Regions from separate parts of the Triticum aestivum genome. Here region 1 is linked to region 2. The links are chromatin contacts, called in public Hi-C maps. All regions are on one chromosome and are shown on one strand. Each heading gives the region's core, a stretch centred on a gene start, on an enhancer-like site or on the middle of the called end of the contact. The rest is flanking DNA. Distances are from core to core; before and after follow the strand shown. Region 1 has its middle 52 kb from the start of LOC123064489. Region 2 has its middle 13 kb from the start of LOC123064489.

What was found. Hi-C and Micro-C count contacts between places; a contact is called where the count stands out from the background.
Region 1: a Hi-C map of leaf shows a contact between it and region 2, with 2.1 times the contacts expected there. The contact joins two enhancer-like sites. A contact is called at or near these places in 2 of 5 Hi-C or Micro-C datasets (both in leaf).

Annotation. Positions count from the first base shown.
Region 1 is chr3B:27,355,349-27,358,616 of IWGSC CS RefSeq v2.1, forward strand. No RefSeq gene overlaps it. Among protein-coding and RNA genes, the nearest start is that of LOC123064489, 52 kb to the left of the region's middle. Within about 2 kb of position 1,258, at least 3 of the 8 cell types and tissues checked have an H3K27ac peak or open chromatin away from gene starts, as enhancers often do. A contact at or near this core is called in leaf, where this site is marked.
Region 2 is chr3B:27,317,065-27,320,218 of IWGSC CS RefSeq v2.1, forward strand. No RefSeq gene overlaps it. Among protein-coding and RNA genes, the nearest start is that of LOC123064489, 13 kb to the left of the region's middle. Within about 2 kb of position 1,502, at least 6 of the 8 cell types and tissues checked have an H3K27ac peak or open chromatin away from gene starts, as enhancers often do. A contact at or near this core is called in leaf, where this site is marked.

The DNA of each region.
Region 1 (3,268 bases), core at 8-2,507, 38 kb after region 2:
GTTTGAACGACAGATTTGTTGTATCAAAGTAGTCCTTCTAAAAAGGAAATGCCCGCTCTCCCGGTTGCGATTCAACGCCGGAAGGTGGCCCGGAATGGAGGCACAGAACGCCGCGCGCTGGCGATTGAGGTGGTGATGTACCAACATGTCAGCCAGTATCTCCTCCTCGTCATCGGATGATGAATCGTTGGAGTCACAAAGGAAATTGTGAAAAAAAGAACTCGTCGGCAGAGTCCATTTTGTACCTTGACAAACTGTCGAACAGCTTGCGGGCGTCAATGAAGAAGACGGTCGGTGAAGGGAGTCGCGGCGCGCACGGACCAGCTAGCTGCCCTGCGGCGTCCGACAAGCGTGTCGGTGAGGATCTGGCCGGGAACGACGAGGCGACTTCTTGGTCGCGGTCACGCCAGTGTCGGGGTGGGAACGGGGGTGGGAAGCAGTCGGTTCCCCGGCGGCAAGACGATGGTGGCGGGCGACGTTGGAGGTGGCGGCGTTGCTCAGAGGATGTTGCAGCCGCTGGCAGCTGGCAGCTGGGAGAGACACTGAAAAAATGGGCGGCGGCGGCGACGACGAAGGAGGCAGGCGTGGTTGTTGTTGGATGGGGGAAGGCCAATGCGCCATCGATCAGCGGGCCCGGGGAGGAGAAGGGGAGCACGCGCGCATTCATCACGTGTCCGCGCCGACGCAAATCCGGCTCAAAAATGGGCCGGGAATAGATCGCCCGCGGACGAAAAACGGACGCACGTCCGTTTGGGTCAGTGCGTTGGGCCGACTTTTGTTTCCGCGCGGATTCAAACGGACGTTAACGGACGAAATAGATCGCCCCATTGAAGTTGCTCATAGTGTTGATCTTTTTCCAAAAGCGCCGCCTGCATACGGATATCGACACTGCACGCTGGACTGGACTTTGGAGTGGAAGCAAAGCAAACCATCTAGTACTACCTCCGTTCGAAAATACTTGTCATCAAAATGGATAAAAAGGATGTTTCTAAAACTAAAATACATCTAGACATGTTCCCTTTTATTCATTTGAATGACAAATATTTTCGGACGAAGGGAGTAGTCACCTACTACGCTGACAAACCACGGGTCAAACAAAGAATCAACGATTTCATAACAGGAGGTGAGATGATATCGTGCTCCACAAACTGGGCACGAATGATTGATTCCACGAGGGATAAAATACGCCAATAATTGCCCAGTGTCGGCCCCTCATTTCCTCCGTCTTTCCCCCAACTTTGCAGGCTATCGTTCTCATGTGTCTGGGTTTGACTGAGCCCAGCACCCCAGGTCATCAGTGTCACGGGGCGCGAGCTCAGTGGCTCATGTTAAAAGCGACCTCCATCGCACTGGATTAAGTTGCTCGTGAGCTTGTTAGTTTAGCAAAATGCTCGGTGACAAAGGATTGGTTCAAAGAATCTACGAATAAAATTGTAAATCTTCTCATAAACCACCAGTACTCTCTCATTTTCGGTTTATAAGGCTCAAATCTAAAATCTTATCAACCAAATCATTTTATGAGTGGATGAATGCATTTCATACTTTACAAAACTACTTAAATTAAACTCATGCATTAATTTAGATTAATTGTTGTGCATGCATGTTTCGTCACTAGATGAGTAAGAACATTTTTTTTAATTCTTGTATGCAAAGATTTAAAGCGCCTCGAAAATTAAAAATAAGATGGATATGAAGCCTTTAAATAAAAAAATAAAAAAATTTGAAATAAGCCCTATAAACCGAAAAGGAATGATTAATAAAGTTTACTGTTCTTTTTCAAAAAAAGAACTCCACTCCACTGGACGCCGCGCTGCAGACACACACACAGCCTGCCCCTACAGATCACCAGGAAAACGTTGAACAATCGGGCGGACCTAACCATGCCGACTGTCAGCTAGCACTCGTCAGACGCTGTCAAAAATCTCCGTGACAAGTGCAACTCGGTCGTGTACCTTCCTGGCGTCCGGGCCTGGATCTGCTTTTACACAGCTATCAATTCGGGCTCTTTCTGCCCGAGCACGTGTCTTGAACTGTATGGCTCTCTTTTTATATTGAATAAAATATATTATGTGTAGCGATCAATGGATCGATCAGCGCAAGTTCTCCTGCTTCATCGGGTCCTGTCAACCATACGCAAATTATACAAGTGTATATATGTATTTGTCGTGGAAAATTATGTTTAGAGCATGGACTATCTCACAACTTTTTGTGAAGCAGTAGAGCATAGGCCAAGCGTTGAGATTTGACTTGGGGTGGCGCTGGGGATGGAGACTGTCTACTAGCCGGGAGCACCAGCAACCTTGGATCCCATTCCCGCTCAACCTTGCGTCTATTTGCCAACGCAGAGCAGATCGACGCTCAATCAAGGTCACCATAACTGTTATCAGAATGATCGATCTCTTTCGTTTCCACAGCTTAGCACTCGGGTCGCCATCGGCAAACAGCGGCTGGGATGGACTGAAGATTCAGCGGAGGTGGAATGGAGTATCCGACAGAACCTCCTCTTCCAACACGCAACGTGCGCTCATCTGTTTGTTGGCTGCAGCATGTGTGCCATACTGCCAGGTCCCATTCATCCTTACATCGTTGGGTGGCCAGACGGGAGTGCCGACAAGTAGCCCGACGCCGACGGCCACGGATCGCACGAACCAGAATTTTGAGCACTTAAGCCAACTCTAGAGCGCGACTCCATCCTGTCCGGGTGCGTCCGTTTGAAATAGAACGGACGAATAACGCGACCCAACGCGCGGCCCCGAACGGACAAATGTCTGAATTTTGTCCGTTTTTGACTCATTCCCGGCCCAAACTTGTGTCGAGTTTGGGTGAAACAGACATCGCGCGGACGGGCTCGACGCACGCCTTTGTCCTGCCTTGGCCCGCCTGTCGGGGTCACTAGCAGTCCATTCGCTTCAAACGCCTCCACCCGCTGTCCCCCGTCGCCGGCGCCGGCACTATTCTCCGGCCGCCTCCTCACTGCTCACCCCACGACCGTCCATACCAGAGCACGTCTTGACATGGCCGCCACCACGCCCCGCGCTTTGGTAGGAGTTTTGGCCGTCGCTTGAAGGAGATTTGGCCGTTGCCGTCGTAGCCGGTGGCAGAGGGGATACGACCGCCGACGACGTTTATGGACCACGGCGGCCACGACAGCTCCCGACAAGTGCTCCAGAGCGGCCAGTAGCCGGCCGCCAACCACCCCTGCTGCATCGAGATGATCATCGCGGCCTCTTTGCCACCATGACCGCAAGGTGTTTGACACTTTGCCCAT
Region 2 (3,154 bases), core at 252-2,751:
GGTGGGGCCGCAGCCTGACACTAGCCTGTCACCACCTCTTTAGTACCGGTTCGTGGGACAAACCGGTACTAAAGGTTAGCCATGAGCCGGTACTAATGCGACCCGCCTGCCTAGTCGTTGGAACCAGCACTAATGGTCACATTAGTGTCGGTTTAAATACAAACCGAGGCTAATGAGCTTCACATTAGGCCCTTTTTCTACTAGTGCTCGTGTAGGTGGAGGTCGTCGTTTGGCGTCGTGGTGGCATCGATGGTGGAGGACCTGCCAAGGTTGCCACCTCAATCTGCTCTGAAGATGGACCAGTGGAAGATGTCGGCGACGACACATGTGAGTGCGTCGGACCGGTTTGTGCCCCGAACCCGGCAGATGAGTCGGTCGGGGCCTCCGGCTTTAGATGTTAGGCTTAGGTGAGAGGTCTGGGTATGTGGCCCAGCTTGCATCCCTTCATTATTTGGATAGGTTTAGCAGCAGATGTTGCCAAGATGACGGATTCAGACATATTGTTGTTCTACTTTGTAAGGTCCTCAAGAATAATCAATAAAATGGCCACATGCATCTCCGAGATGCAGAGGCCGGGGTCATCCTCCTTTTCGAAAAAAAACATGAATACATCACTGTGAGCCAAAAATACAATAATCTACACTGTAAGTAGATTATTTTGTACTTACAATGTATCAACACCATTGCCGTATTTGTAGTAGGCTTGGCCTCAACACCTTATACCGTTGGGCCATATGGACTTATGTAAAAAAAAAGAGCGGGCCGATAATGGCCGTCGCCATCGGTTGAAATCTGAAGATCCATGCGCCACCGAGTTGACATTGACACCACAAAGCAGCCGCCAGAACACGAGGATAACTTAACCACCCCTGTCTGTCATGCAGCATTAGTGTTGAACAAAGAACCGCCTGCAGATGCATCTCGCCGCTGTACTGGACTTGGGTCTGGAGTGGATGCAAAGCAAAACCACTAGTCACCTACTGTACTACCCTGGCCGCCTGACAAACCCGGGTCAAACAAAGATCAAAGGCACATGATAGGAAGTGAGGTGACATTGTGCTCCACAGTCTGACCGGAAACCTCAGCCACGAATGATGAATTCCATGAGCAATGGAAGAATACGGCAATGATAATCTGGTGCTCCAATTTGGCTGGCTATCTCGTCCCCCAGCGTTCGTTTTGACAGAGCACAGGACCCAGGTCATTGGTGAGCATCACGGGCACGGGCTCACTGGCTCGTGTAACCATGTGACAGCGACGTGCAATCCAGTGGACGCTACGCTGTGTACAGTACCGCTGCCGGTCGCCAGGAAGAAAAGGTCGAGGAAACGGGCGGAGTTCACCATGCATTTGCATGTGGACCACGGCAGCGAGCGCTCGCAGTCGCTGCCGGGCAGAAGAAAAATGTCCGTGCCAAGTGCAGCTCGATCGAGTACCTGGCGTCCTGGCCTGGATCTGCTCCTACTCAGCTTTCGTTTCACTGGAGCCTCTTCTGCGCGAGCACGTGCCATCAAAGATGTGACAGTGATCGATCGACTTTGACAACATGTGGTAGCGATGGATCGATCAGGACAGGTTCACCGCGGTTTTTTACCATTCTTCTTGCTCATCGGTTGCTGCTAACCATAGGGAAAATACAGGCGATATAGGGTCTGTTTGGTTCATGACTAATTTTGCCACAATAAAACTTAGGCAAAGTGCGACTGCCACAAAAAGTGTGGCTAATAAAATGGCCACCACAAGTATGACAAGATTTGGCAAGAAGTTTAGTCTATGATATGTGGACCATGTAACTAGAAAAGTATGGCATGTCACAAGTGTGACAATGAACTAAACACATGCCTAAGATATTGTGGCACGCCTAAGTTTAGGCGTGGCAACCTTAGGCTGCAAACCAAACAGGCCCATAGTAACACTGTCGTGGATAATTATGTTGTGAACTTGGACTATCTCGCGACTTTTTGTGGAAGCTCACTAGCGCCGAGATTTGATGTCGATGGGGATGTGGACAGCCCACTAGCCGGGAGCACCAACAGGAGCCACGCAAGTAGGAGTGCGTACGTGCATATGGCGTCCAACTGGCTTGGATCCCATTCCCGTCTGTTTTCCTGAGCGGACAGATGCTTGTTCAAGACCGCCATAACTTCTACGTATCTGAATGATCGATCGGCATCAACTTTTTAACACACGGGTCGCCATCGATACACAACAGCTTTCTTTAAAAAATCTGGATAAACAGCAGCTCGGGGTGAAGATTCAACGGAAGTGGGATGGGGTATCCGACAGAACCTCCTCTTTCGACCACGCAACGTGCGCTCGGCCGCCGCTCGACTGTTTTGGCTGCGGCTTGTATATGTGTGTCATGCACCGTCCGTCCATACATCGTTGGGTGGCCATCGCGAGTGTTGACGAGTAGCCCGACGGCGAATCAACCTGTGGTTGAGTTGGTTAGATGGACAGTGGTATCCTTAATCCATCAAGGTACAAATCCTGGTGCTCACAATATTCCTGAATTTATTTCAGGATTTCCGGCGATGCGCTTTTAGTGGGAGGAGACGTTACCGTCGACGACGAGGCGCCTATGGTGACTTTATAAATTTCGAGATGATATGTCGGCTCAGTCTCTCGGAGGTGCTCATAGGGGTAGGGTGTGCGTGTGTGCGTTCATAGGGGTGAGTGTATGCGCATGTATATGAGCGCTTGTGTCTGTACTGATGCTCAAAAAAAAAGACGAGTAGCCCGACGCTGACGGCCCCGGATCTCGCGGCACCAGAATATTGAGCATTTTTTTTCCGGTATCAATAAGTCCCAAACGTTAGAATTTTTTATTCTCTCCCGAACTGCCTCATTGCCGTTCATTTCCCCGACACGAATCGCTACGCATAGGGCTGCCATGTCATTTTTTGCAATCGTTCGGGCTGGGTCGAGAGCAACCGAACGAAAGGACCACACATTCCCTTATCCATTCCTTCTGTTAGGATTTAAATCTGTAATTAGAGATAATCCTCCCTTGTACAAACTGCTCGTGCGGTTTGCCAGGCAACCGATGCGACGGTTCTCCCACGCCCCCACGATGGGCGTGTCCTTTCAATCGCGTCCCTCTGCTTGTATATAAACTGTAATCCTTGATGGAATAGTACCGGTACGATAAAAT